2 separate regions of the Gossypium hirsutum genome follow, and region 2 is linked to region 1. The links are chromatin contacts, called in public Hi-C maps. All regions are on one chromosome and are shown on one strand. Each heading gives the region's core, a stretch centred on a gene start, on an enhancer-like site or on the middle of the called end of the contact. The rest is flanking DNA. Distances are from core to core; before and after follow the strand shown.

The links. Hi-C and Micro-C count contacts between places; a contact is called where the count stands out from the background.
Region 2: a contact with region 1 is called in a Hi-C map of leaf, with 2.9 times the contacts expected there. The contact joins two enhancer-like sites. A contact is called at or near these places in 10 of 34 Hi-C or Micro-C datasets (hypocotyl, leaf, petal and 1 more).

Annotation. Positions count from the first base shown.
Region 1 is chrD05:29,477,172-29,482,428 of Gossypium_hirsutum_v2.1, forward strand. The region is part of intron 1 of LOC121217931 (a long non-coding RNA gene); the gene reads right to left. Among protein-coding and RNA genes, the nearest start is that of LOC121217931, 4.1 kb to the right of the region's middle. Within about 2 kb of position 2,535, at least 5 of the 9 cell types and tissues checked have an H3K27ac peak or open chromatin away from gene starts, as enhancers often do.
Region 2 is chrD05:29,754,522-29,759,778 of Gossypium_hirsutum_v2.1, forward strand. LOC107904395 (ABSCISIC ACID-INSENSITIVE 5-like protein 2) reads left to right here. Exons shown (of 5, transcript XR_005914195.1): 4 at 1,355-1,565; 5 at 1,719-1,963. Among protein-coding and RNA genes, the nearest start is that of LOC107904395, 6.1 kb to the left of the region's middle. Within about 2 kb of position 2,215, at least 8 of the 9 cell types and tissues checked have an H3K27ac peak or open chromatin away from gene starts, as enhancers often do.

The DNA.
Region 1 (5,257 bases), core at 1,285-3,784:
AAATATTGTGTGGGTATATAAAACTTGGTTATTCTTATTAGGTTAGAGATGCATTTGACAATAAAAAAAAATATTGTGTGGCTATCAAAGATTTTGAAGAGGATAAACAAAATTGAGAATCATCGTGCTAATAAACGTGTTATGAAAAAAATAATAAAAAGAATAAAGAATAAAAGAAATAGACGAAACAAGAGAACTTTGAATTTTATTGATCAATCAGATGTTTATAATGTTTCTCTAAAACCTATATTTATAGACATAAAAACTATACATGGTATAAAACTCTAATTCTAGTAAATGTTAAAATTCTAATGTGTACCAAACATATCTTAATATTAATAGATATTCACTTAATGACAAATTATTCACATATTAGAATAATGGTTTTGTCTTTACTGGTAGACTGTATTTTCTTAAGGCCCATGGTTTTAAAACTATAGTTTTAAGAATACAGTATGAAATAAATACAGCCACGTATGGAACTGTGAATTCTTTTTACAGTTAATTTGGGTTTATGGCAAGTTTTGGTATATATCATCTGACAAAGCAATAAACATTTACATGAAACAGTAAGTAATTTATTTCTAAAATAAATATTTTTATTAATTGTGTATTGCATTTATTTCTAAAATCTTCTTAATGAGGTGTTAAAGGTTTTAAATAAGTTAACATTATCTTATAATGGATTTATACATTAAATATATTAAATGCTAACCATATATGCATATATAATGATTCTTGCTTTAATGATATCCGATTAATATTTACAAGCAAATATAGGTAAATGTCAAAAATTACTAATATATAACTATAGTTAATTTCACAACAATTTACAATGATTTAATATATAATTACATTATTTTTGGGTAAAATATGTTATAATTCTCTATACTTGTTAAAATTTTGAAATTTAATCCTTTTATTTTATTACAAAAAATTTAGCCTTTTTATTTTTTAGATTTTAAAATTCATGTCTAACTGTTGACATTATTATATATATTTATATAATCATTCTTATGAAATATATAGCATTTTATTTTTCAATTTGTTTAATTTTAAACCTCATATATACTCTATATATGAATATTAGCATTTATAAGTAATTTTTTATACAAAGCTCAATTCTTAAAATAAAAGATATTAGTTATTTAAATGTTTTCGAGCTAACTCTGTCTTTTGACATGCTCCCTCTCTGTCTTTTGACGTGTTTTGTTTTGCTCTTGGTAGCACGTTAACTTTATTTTGCCTACAATTTTGTTTTTGATTTTTCTCCAATTTACGTGTTTCTCTGCAGCTTTTCACTATTGGAAGACTCTATGGCAAGTCTTTCTCTAGAGGAGATGGAAGAGGACTTAATTCAGTTAGGGGTTGAATCGGTTGATAATGAAATTTCTTATGTGAATTGTTTTGTTGCAATGTTCTTTACCTCCAGTGTGGTTCATTTTCAAGCGATAAGATCTACTTTGGCCAATGTTTGGCACCCTATTGGTGAAGTCTCTATATCAGATCTTGAGAATGGTCAATTTTTATTTCGTTTTTATTTTCAAGTTGATGTGGATTGGGTGGAGAGGAATGGCTTGTGGAATTTTTAATTCCCATTTGTTGGTTCTTAATTATTCAATACAAGGGGAGAATCCTTTGACTGTTCAGTTAACAGAAGTGAGTTTCTGGATTCTTGTTAATGATATCCCTCATGGTTTCATGTTTGAGGTTGTTGCGAAACAATTGGGGAATTTTGTGGGGACTTTCCTTGAATATGACACTTCGGTAGTTCAATTAGCGTACAGAGGAATAATAAGGTTGAGAGTCCGGTTAGATGTTGGTAGTCCTTCAAAAAGAAAGAAAAAGCTTTTACTCCCAAATGGTACGTCTGTCTACGTTTGTTTTGAATATGAGAAACTCTTTTTTGTTTTATTTGTGAAAAATTAGGGCATGGTGAGAGTTTTTGCCCAATAAGAGCGATTATTCTGAATCAAGAGTATGAGTATAAGTGTATATCTCACTTCGTGCTCAGTCGAAAAGAACTATGGCGTGAAGGAGCCAATTGCTGGTGGAGGATAGTGGCGAAAAAGGCCCAAGTTATGGTAATTCCAAAAATAATAATGGCAGGAGTAACCTAGGGGATCTGCAAGATGGATTCGTAAGCCAAGGAATAACTAAGGGATTTTTTTAAATTTTTCTCTCTCTTCAAAAGGAAAAGTCGAAGTCAAGGAATAACTAAGGGATCTCCTTCTAATTTTTCTCTCTACAAAAGGAAAACTCAAATATTTCCATATTAACTGGGCCTATAGTTAGGAGTGGATTAGGCCATTATTTTAACACAGCTAATAGTAGTTTTGATGGTGAGATGGCAATTCGTGAAGAAGAAAATAGCCCAATGCGTAATTTGGATGGGCTAAAGCGTCCTCAAACCTTTTCATTTGCTTCGGGAGTTTCTGCTAATAAGGATTCAATTGAATTTTTGGGTATTTTGATCAAGTACCTAATCAAATAAGACCGACACGCCTTAACAATGAGGCCACCCAAAAGCAATAAAGCTTCTAAGCTGAATCGTTCGGGGTTTGGAAAGACCCCGAATAGTTTAACGTCTCTGGCATATGCTACGAGACTCTAACCCATCTGTGGTTTTTTTTATTGAAACAAAACTACATGGTTCTAGAATGGAAAAGATCAAGTGTAAGTGTGGTTACATTAATGGAATTGATGTTGACTCGGATGGAAGAAGTGGGGGTTTATCTATGAGGTGGAAAAGTGGTTGCAAGGTGTCGCTTTGAACGTACTCTAGATAACATATTGATATTATGATTGATGAAGATTCGGAGAGGTTGAGATAGAGGTGCACAGGTTTCTACGAAGCTCCGGCAGAAAATGAAATAGAGGCTTCTTGGAATTTTTTTACGGTCTTTCAATGATTGCCTACAAATCTCTTGGGAGTCATCGGGGATTTTAATGAAATAGCTTTCATGTCAGAGAAATAAGGTGGTTTAGTCAGACATGAAAGTCAAATGAGAAAGTTTTGAGAAATGTTATTTGATTGTAATATCTTTGATCTTGGTTACACGGGACAGTGGTTGATTTGGGAGATGGCATGCACCATTTCTAATAGCATAAGTGAATGGTTAGATCGAGCTGTAGCTAATGACGATTGGTGGTCTTTATTTCCAAATTACAAAGTGTCTCATCTATCATACTTCTTTTCAAATCATTATCCTTTACTTCTAAATTCAAAGGTGGAGAGTCTAAGCACTAAAGTGCTTCACTTTCTCTTTGAGGCGGCATGACTTTTGGAGGATACTTGTGAAACAGAGGTAAAGAACTTGTGGGATACTAGTTCAGGCACTCTTCCTACGAGACTTTGCAAGGGTGGGGAAGGGTTGGATAAGTGGTTTGCACGAGTTAAACATGAAATATCCATGTCTAGGAAGGACCTTGAGAGGCAGCTCTAAAGGTTAAATAAGTCAACTCCATTTAATGCAGTTTTGGGGGACATTGTTGATACAAAGCTAGCTTTTAGTATGGAGGCCAATAAGGAGGAGCTGTATTGGGAACAAAGAGTTAGAGCAAGCTGGCTGAAAAATGGTGACCGAAACATGAACCTTTTTCATAAAGCAGCATTTGCTAGGAAGAGAAGGAATACGGTGGATAAGTTGGTAGATACTAATGGGAATATTGATGATAGTAACGAAGGCTTTCTGTCACATGCCACTAGTTATTTTGGTGCCCTATTTTTGTCAACAGGAGTTACAAATGCTGATGCCATACTTGAGAGAGTTGATCCTTGTATTACGGCATCTATGAATGATGATCTCGTAAGGGGTTTTTATTATGAAGAGTTGTGCTTGGCCCTCAAAAATATGAGCCCACTAAAGGCTTCGAGAGAGGACAGTTTGGGTGCGGTGTTTTATCAAAGATTCTGGCACATTATGGGTAATGAGGTTGTGAGCTACTGTATTGAGGTGCAACATAGTGACCACAATATCTTTGAATTAAATTAGACACAAATCATTTTAATTCCAAAGACAGTAATCCTAGCTCTATGGCTCACTTTTGACAAATTAACCTCTGTACTATTTTGTACAAAATTGTTGCAAAAATGCTTAGTCAACAGATTTCAGTCAGCTTTACACTTCTATATCGATGAAGCGCAAAACACTTTTGTGCCTGGTAGACTCATCTTTGATAATATACTAGCCGCATATGGAATTCTTCATTCGATGTGTAAGAGAAGAATGGGGAAATTGGGTTCATTTGCTTTAAAGCTCAACATGAGCAAAACATGTGATAGGGTGGAATGACCTTTTCTTATGATCATGCTTAAAAGAATAGGTTTTTCTGAATATTGAGTTCAAAAAATAATGAGATGTGTTGAATCAATTTCTTATTCAGTGGATTTGAATGGGCAGATTGGCGAAAGGTTTTTTCCAACTTAAGGGCTTAGACAAGGTGACCCACTTATTCCTTATTTATTTCTCATATGCAGCGAGGGGTTATTGGCTTTGCTACGTTTGGCTTCTACAATGGGTGCACTTAAGGGAGTTCATGTGAATCGACATGCCCCACTCATCACTTATCTACTTTTTGTGGATGATAGTTTAATTTTAAGAGAGGCTAAGATAAAAGGGGCTATGACTCTTAAAGATATACAAACTATGCTAATAGTTTGGGACAACTGATAAATTTTGATAAATCAGGATCGTTTTTCAGTTCAAATTTGAGCTAGGAAAAAAGGGAGAATGTCGAATATTGGGAGTTAATTCGAGCAACAATCCCACGAGAAAAAAAAAGTTGGCGTTTAAGGAGATAAAGGAGAAATTGAGTAAATGGGTGGCTAGTTGGAGTGCGAGGATGCTTTCTATTGGGGGTAGAGAAGTCCTTATCAAAGTAGTGCTTAAGCAATCCCATTATATGCATTGTCGTTTTTTTTCTTTTACTTAGTTTATTCATAAAGAATTAGAAGTAGTGATTGCAAAGTTCTGGTGGCAGAAAAAAGTTGGCAAGAGTGGTTTGCATTGGTGCTCATGAAAATCCCTGTGTGCTTCAAAAATAGATGGGGGAATAGGCTTTCAGGACTTATCAAAGTTCAATATCGCACTTTTAGCTAAGCAAGGGTGGAGGTTAATGGAAAATCCTAATTCACTAATGGCAAGACTCATTTGTGCTAAGTACTACTATGATTCAAACTTTCTTGCGGCATCATTAGGTTCCAGTCCATCTCTCATATGGCAGAGTATTTGGAGTTCTAAAGCTTTGCTTGAAT
Region 2 (5,257 bases), core at 965-3,464, 280 kb after region 1:
ACACAAACAGGCCTATCATGTTGACTATGGAAATGAGGTAGCAAATACTGGCAGAAATGGGGCAACGAAAACTTCTGGCTGTGATTGCATGTTAAAGCATTCAACTTAAAATTGAATGGTCATAGGTCAGCATCCACCTTGAATCCCAGCTAGCCGTAACTAAATTTGTGTAAGCACGTTATAGAGACCTTTATCGTGAATTGCTTTAGGATGAACTGTTTTTTCGCAAGGTAGCTAGAGGGATGTTTACATGAATTTAACCATGAGATTGGTAAATCTTGCTGCGGAACAGGTTTCACATATTGTAGAATATAACCATGACCCAAAGAAGACAGTTTGGACAGTAAAATTGTTTGTCTCAAACTCTGAAATCCATAATCTTATTAGGAGCCCATCTGTTGGGTGACTTAATTTAAGCCAGGTTAAATCCATTTGTGTCGTGTTCTTATGTTTCTCTAGGAATTAGTAGGATATAGGGTTGTTGGTGTTTGTTAAGTGGTGTTATCCACATTCGGTAAGTTGTTGGTTTTCTATGGTCTTATATTTACAGTCGGGTCCTCCACCTATTACCAATTTATTTTAAGTTGGATGCTTTAACTTGGTGTTAGAGCCTTGGGTCAGTTATGTTGTTGATCCTACTGAACTCCGTGTGAGGTTGACAACCCTTGGTGCAGTTGTCCACTTGTAATCCCTGTTAGCTTCATGTGAGGGGAAGTTTTAAGTGGTTTATCCACATCTGTTAAGTATTGGGTTCTTATGGTCTTGTATTAAAGTTGGCCCTCCACTTATTGCCAAAATGGTTTTTTTAGGTTGGATGCTTTCACTCATTTTTCTAATTGTTAGGTATATCTTGTTAAATATTGTATGCAAACCCTTTAACCGTGAATAGCTGTGTTACTCCAACTTTCCATTGTTTTTTTAAGAAGTACCTGTATTTGTTGCATATTCCGACATGGTTGTGGAGATATGATCCTCCATAGACTCTCTAAGCACATGGAAATGTTGAGAGAAATTAAGAAATCCTGTCTCAGGATACATACCCCTCCCTTACACTCACACTCAAGTCCGAGTAGCATAGAACTTAAGATCCTTGATTTACTGTGAGAAGTACAAGAAACAACTGGAGACGGTATTTGTTTCCTTGTTTTTGTGTTTCCGGCCCTCAATCTCAACTCCTTAATATTTTTTCTCATTCAATTCAGCCTGAAAATGATACCGCACATATTACAACTGCATTTGCTTCTGCATGTAGTTGTCATTCATGGTTTCATACATGAAAATTTTTACAAGTTTCATTCATCACTACTGCATACGATTTGTTTTCATTCTTGGTTCTGGGATTTTATATTCTCAGGAGCTAGAGAAGCTGCTGCCGTCCGCACCTCCTCCCGAGCCAAAATATCAGCTTCGTAGAACATCATCGGCCCCGTTCTAACAATCCCGTAGCAGTTAGTGTGAAAGTTTTGCATATACAAACCAGCTTCTGGCATCTGTTTCTGGTTTCAATTTAGGCATAAGGTTAAAGTCAATGCATCTTCCAGAGGCAGCCATTGTTTCATTTGCCGGTAATGGCTGCTTCCTTCTTGTAAGAGTTTTTTTTCCCCCTTCATGTATTTACTTTTTTACTATGAAATTAATTCAACTGGTAAGCTTTGTCCCTAAATGTGTAGTTGTGCGCCTTTTTTTTTTTTAATTTCCTTTTGAAATTAAATGTGTAGTTTTGTCCCTAAAGGTACAACATATAATCATAAATAAAGACCAAGAGCCAAACCCATGTAGCAGGTGGCCACGACCAGCCCCCAAATCACCAGGAAGCAAATGAGATCCCACCAGGGCCTCCTCTAAGAATGGCAGCTTTTGCCAATTTATCTGCACTCCCATTAGCCTCCCTCTTAATGTAAATGATTTCCCGGTAAAATTTCAGTCAGAATGGTAATTGTTAAATTCATTAAGTTTTATTATTTTCAAAATTTGATGCACCAAATATATTATCATGTGTAATGTCATATTAGCTTATTATTTTTACATTACTCATGAAAAATCCAATTAAATGATTAATGATGATCATATACATCAAGATTTTCGGATGATCCAATAACTTTTGCAAAAAGTAGTAGAATTGAACCTTTAATAATCATTCTCAATAATCAGTCTAGCACCACTAGCCCGTTTAGAAGCAACGAAGATATCCAAAGCTTCCTTTAACAGCTTGCAACTCAGAGTTCAGAAATCAAGGGGTCGCAAACACCAATCACAATAGAGAAAGTAAAAAGGGTAGTACCATTATGATCACATAAAATCCCTGAAGACCAGCTGGTTCAGGATTAACTCTAACCGGGTCAACACTAAATTTCAAAGTCCATAGAGCGGACGACGTCCAAATGGAAGATAGAGACCGCCTTGTCGACTTGAGCATCCCACGAAATTTATGGCATAAAAGGAAATCATCCAAGGAAAGAATGGCTTTAGGCCATTTTGCGTTACTCCACCATACTATTCTCATCAAAGTAAGGTCGAATAAACAGTTAATATCAACGACCCTCCCCTTGGAAACAAATTCATTCCAAAAAAAGACAAATAAACCAAGAGATCGTTAAAAAATGCCACCTCCCATACCTTAGCCCATCTGCTCAACCTACCAGCTTGGACTCAAGCTTCAAGGAACAGCCGACCGTTACAGGGGAGGGCCCAATTGACATTCCAAAGGGCCACCCATCGCTGCAAAATTCACCTCGAGATCTCACAATTAAAGCAGAGATGGACAACCGACTTAAGCGCAAGATGGCATAAACTACAAATGATCATTGCATCAGAAACAACCACACATTTAGCGAATTCCACTTTTGTAGGGAAAAGAATTCAATCTTAGGAGGGGTAAGACCAAACTACACCTTCCTCCAAGCAGTACAAGATACCATCACCTTTGAACACACCAACCTGCAATAATCTTTAGACGAATAAATTCCTATTGATGAATCGTACCACCTGATGCAATCAGCTTGCATGGACCCAAAATTGTACCCTTCTAACTAGAGCTTTAAGGCTTCCCACTGATTTAATTCCCAATCATAGGGAGTTCTTCTCAAACAAATGCCCTACTTCCAGCTTCCATTCTCCTACCTTCCTAACTCACAAACTTTTCCCACCTTATTAGACACCAAAGCGAAAATCCTAGGCAAAGACTTAAAAAAAAGCTTCGGTGTGCTGGTAATTTAACAAACAGATTATAAGAGGAAAGCAAGGCTAAGGGAAAAATCAACACACAATATTTGGTAACGCAATTCGAATTCGTCAATCCTACCCTACGGAACCTCGCTAATAATTTTATTTAACTATTGTCCGGATCACCTATTGACTAAAGTTCAATCTACACTTACAACAATGATAATTATAGCCCAACGAGTTAAAGTTTACACTCCAAGAAATACCTAAAAAAAAGAGTGCAAAATTACATAGCAAAAAGTAACAACTACTACAGCTTCTCCAAGTAACTTGAAAAGATAAATCAACATTTAAAATAAAGAAATTATCCACACAAAAATCCCCTCTTTAAATTTTGAATTAATGCTTCCTCTCCAAGTAAATTCAAAGAGGCTTCAACACCAAGTAAGACCAAGTCATCAAGTAAAAGGATAAGGTTTGCTTTGAATCAATCTCTTCTCTTTCTTCTCCCATTTGAAAATTAAGCTCCCAATAAAAAACCAAAGTTCATTTGTTGATAGGAAGTTAACCAAAATTATCCAAGTAAAAAATGCCAACAAACTTACAGTACTTTATTTGTCCCAACTTGCTGTCCCAAGTGATATCCTACCTTATTGTCTTAAGTGTTGTTCGAACAAGAAATGGAACAATGACACCCCAGATAGTTAAAGTCCCAACAATCTCCCCTTTAACATTTTAACATAACATTTCAACAAATGATTAGACAATAGTCATCGATAACAAAATGAGTCTCCCCTTTTCGACATGCATCATATTATCCCCTTTTCAACAATGCTCACAAATGGGTTTGTCTACATTTCGAACACTAGTGACACTCGCTACTGATGTAGCTTGAGTCTTCGGGTAATTTTTTCTAGACACATATTTTCTCGAATTTCCGGTAGTGGTACAGGCTGGCTTCTGAAATCCCTCATTCTTTTAGATGGGGGAGTCAAAAAAAAAGTTCTAGCCATGTTAAGCTTCCCGGTATCCTCACTTTTATCCTTAGCACATTTCTTATTGTTCCAAATTTATTCCATTTTCTGGGCACGTTCGAATAATACCACAAACTCTTTTATTTCCAATGCACCCACTATCGTTCGTATGTCTTCGTTTAAACCCTATTCGAATCGAGTACACATCTCAGCCTCTGAAGGTATAAATTCTCAAGCATATTTACTCAAGCAAAATGAGTTTACACTCATATTCCACATCTGACATATTTTCATGTTTCAAATCCATAAATTCTCGTTTCTTCTTCTCTAGATACATTTTATTGATATATTTCTTCTTAAATTCAATTTGAAAGAAATCTCATGTTACTCTGTCTCTCGAGACCACAAATGTCAAAGTAATTCACCATTGGTACGCTTCTTCTTTCAACAGAGATATAACACATTTTAGACTATCATTGGAAGAACAAGCTATTCATCAAGAACTCGTTGAGTTTTTTCCAGCTAGTATTCAGCTTTCACTGGATCATCATTATATAGATCTCAAAATTCTTCTACCCCACACTTGTGAATCTTATCTATCGGGGGTCGATTAATAATTATCAGACTTGAACTTTAAGGACAACAGGGTGCCGAGGGAGGCAAACGAAGGGGCAGAGGTTGCGGAGCTGCAAGGTTAGCTCACATAAACTGTGCAAATCATTCATTCATCATTTGAAAGAAAACACCACAGTCCTTACTTCTAGGTATTTAGGATACGGGTATGCTATGAATTGCTCCCTGTTTGAAAGTCGAAACATTACTATCTACCTCATTTGGTACGACACAGTTAGACTCGACCGACATTGTATATCTATACGAAAAACAAAATCAGATTGGATAAAAATCATCACACTGTCATATGTTCTTGTGGCATATATTTTTTAGACTCGACACGTGCTACATTCAGCCTGAGAATCAACTAAATCATAGCTCTGATACCACTAAATGTAACACCCCTAGCTCGCCCTATTCGCCAAGACTGAGCTACAGAATTTTGCAGAACAAAACGAAACAGTTACAGACCTTTAACGAATAATTCAAATAAAAAATCATTATAAATC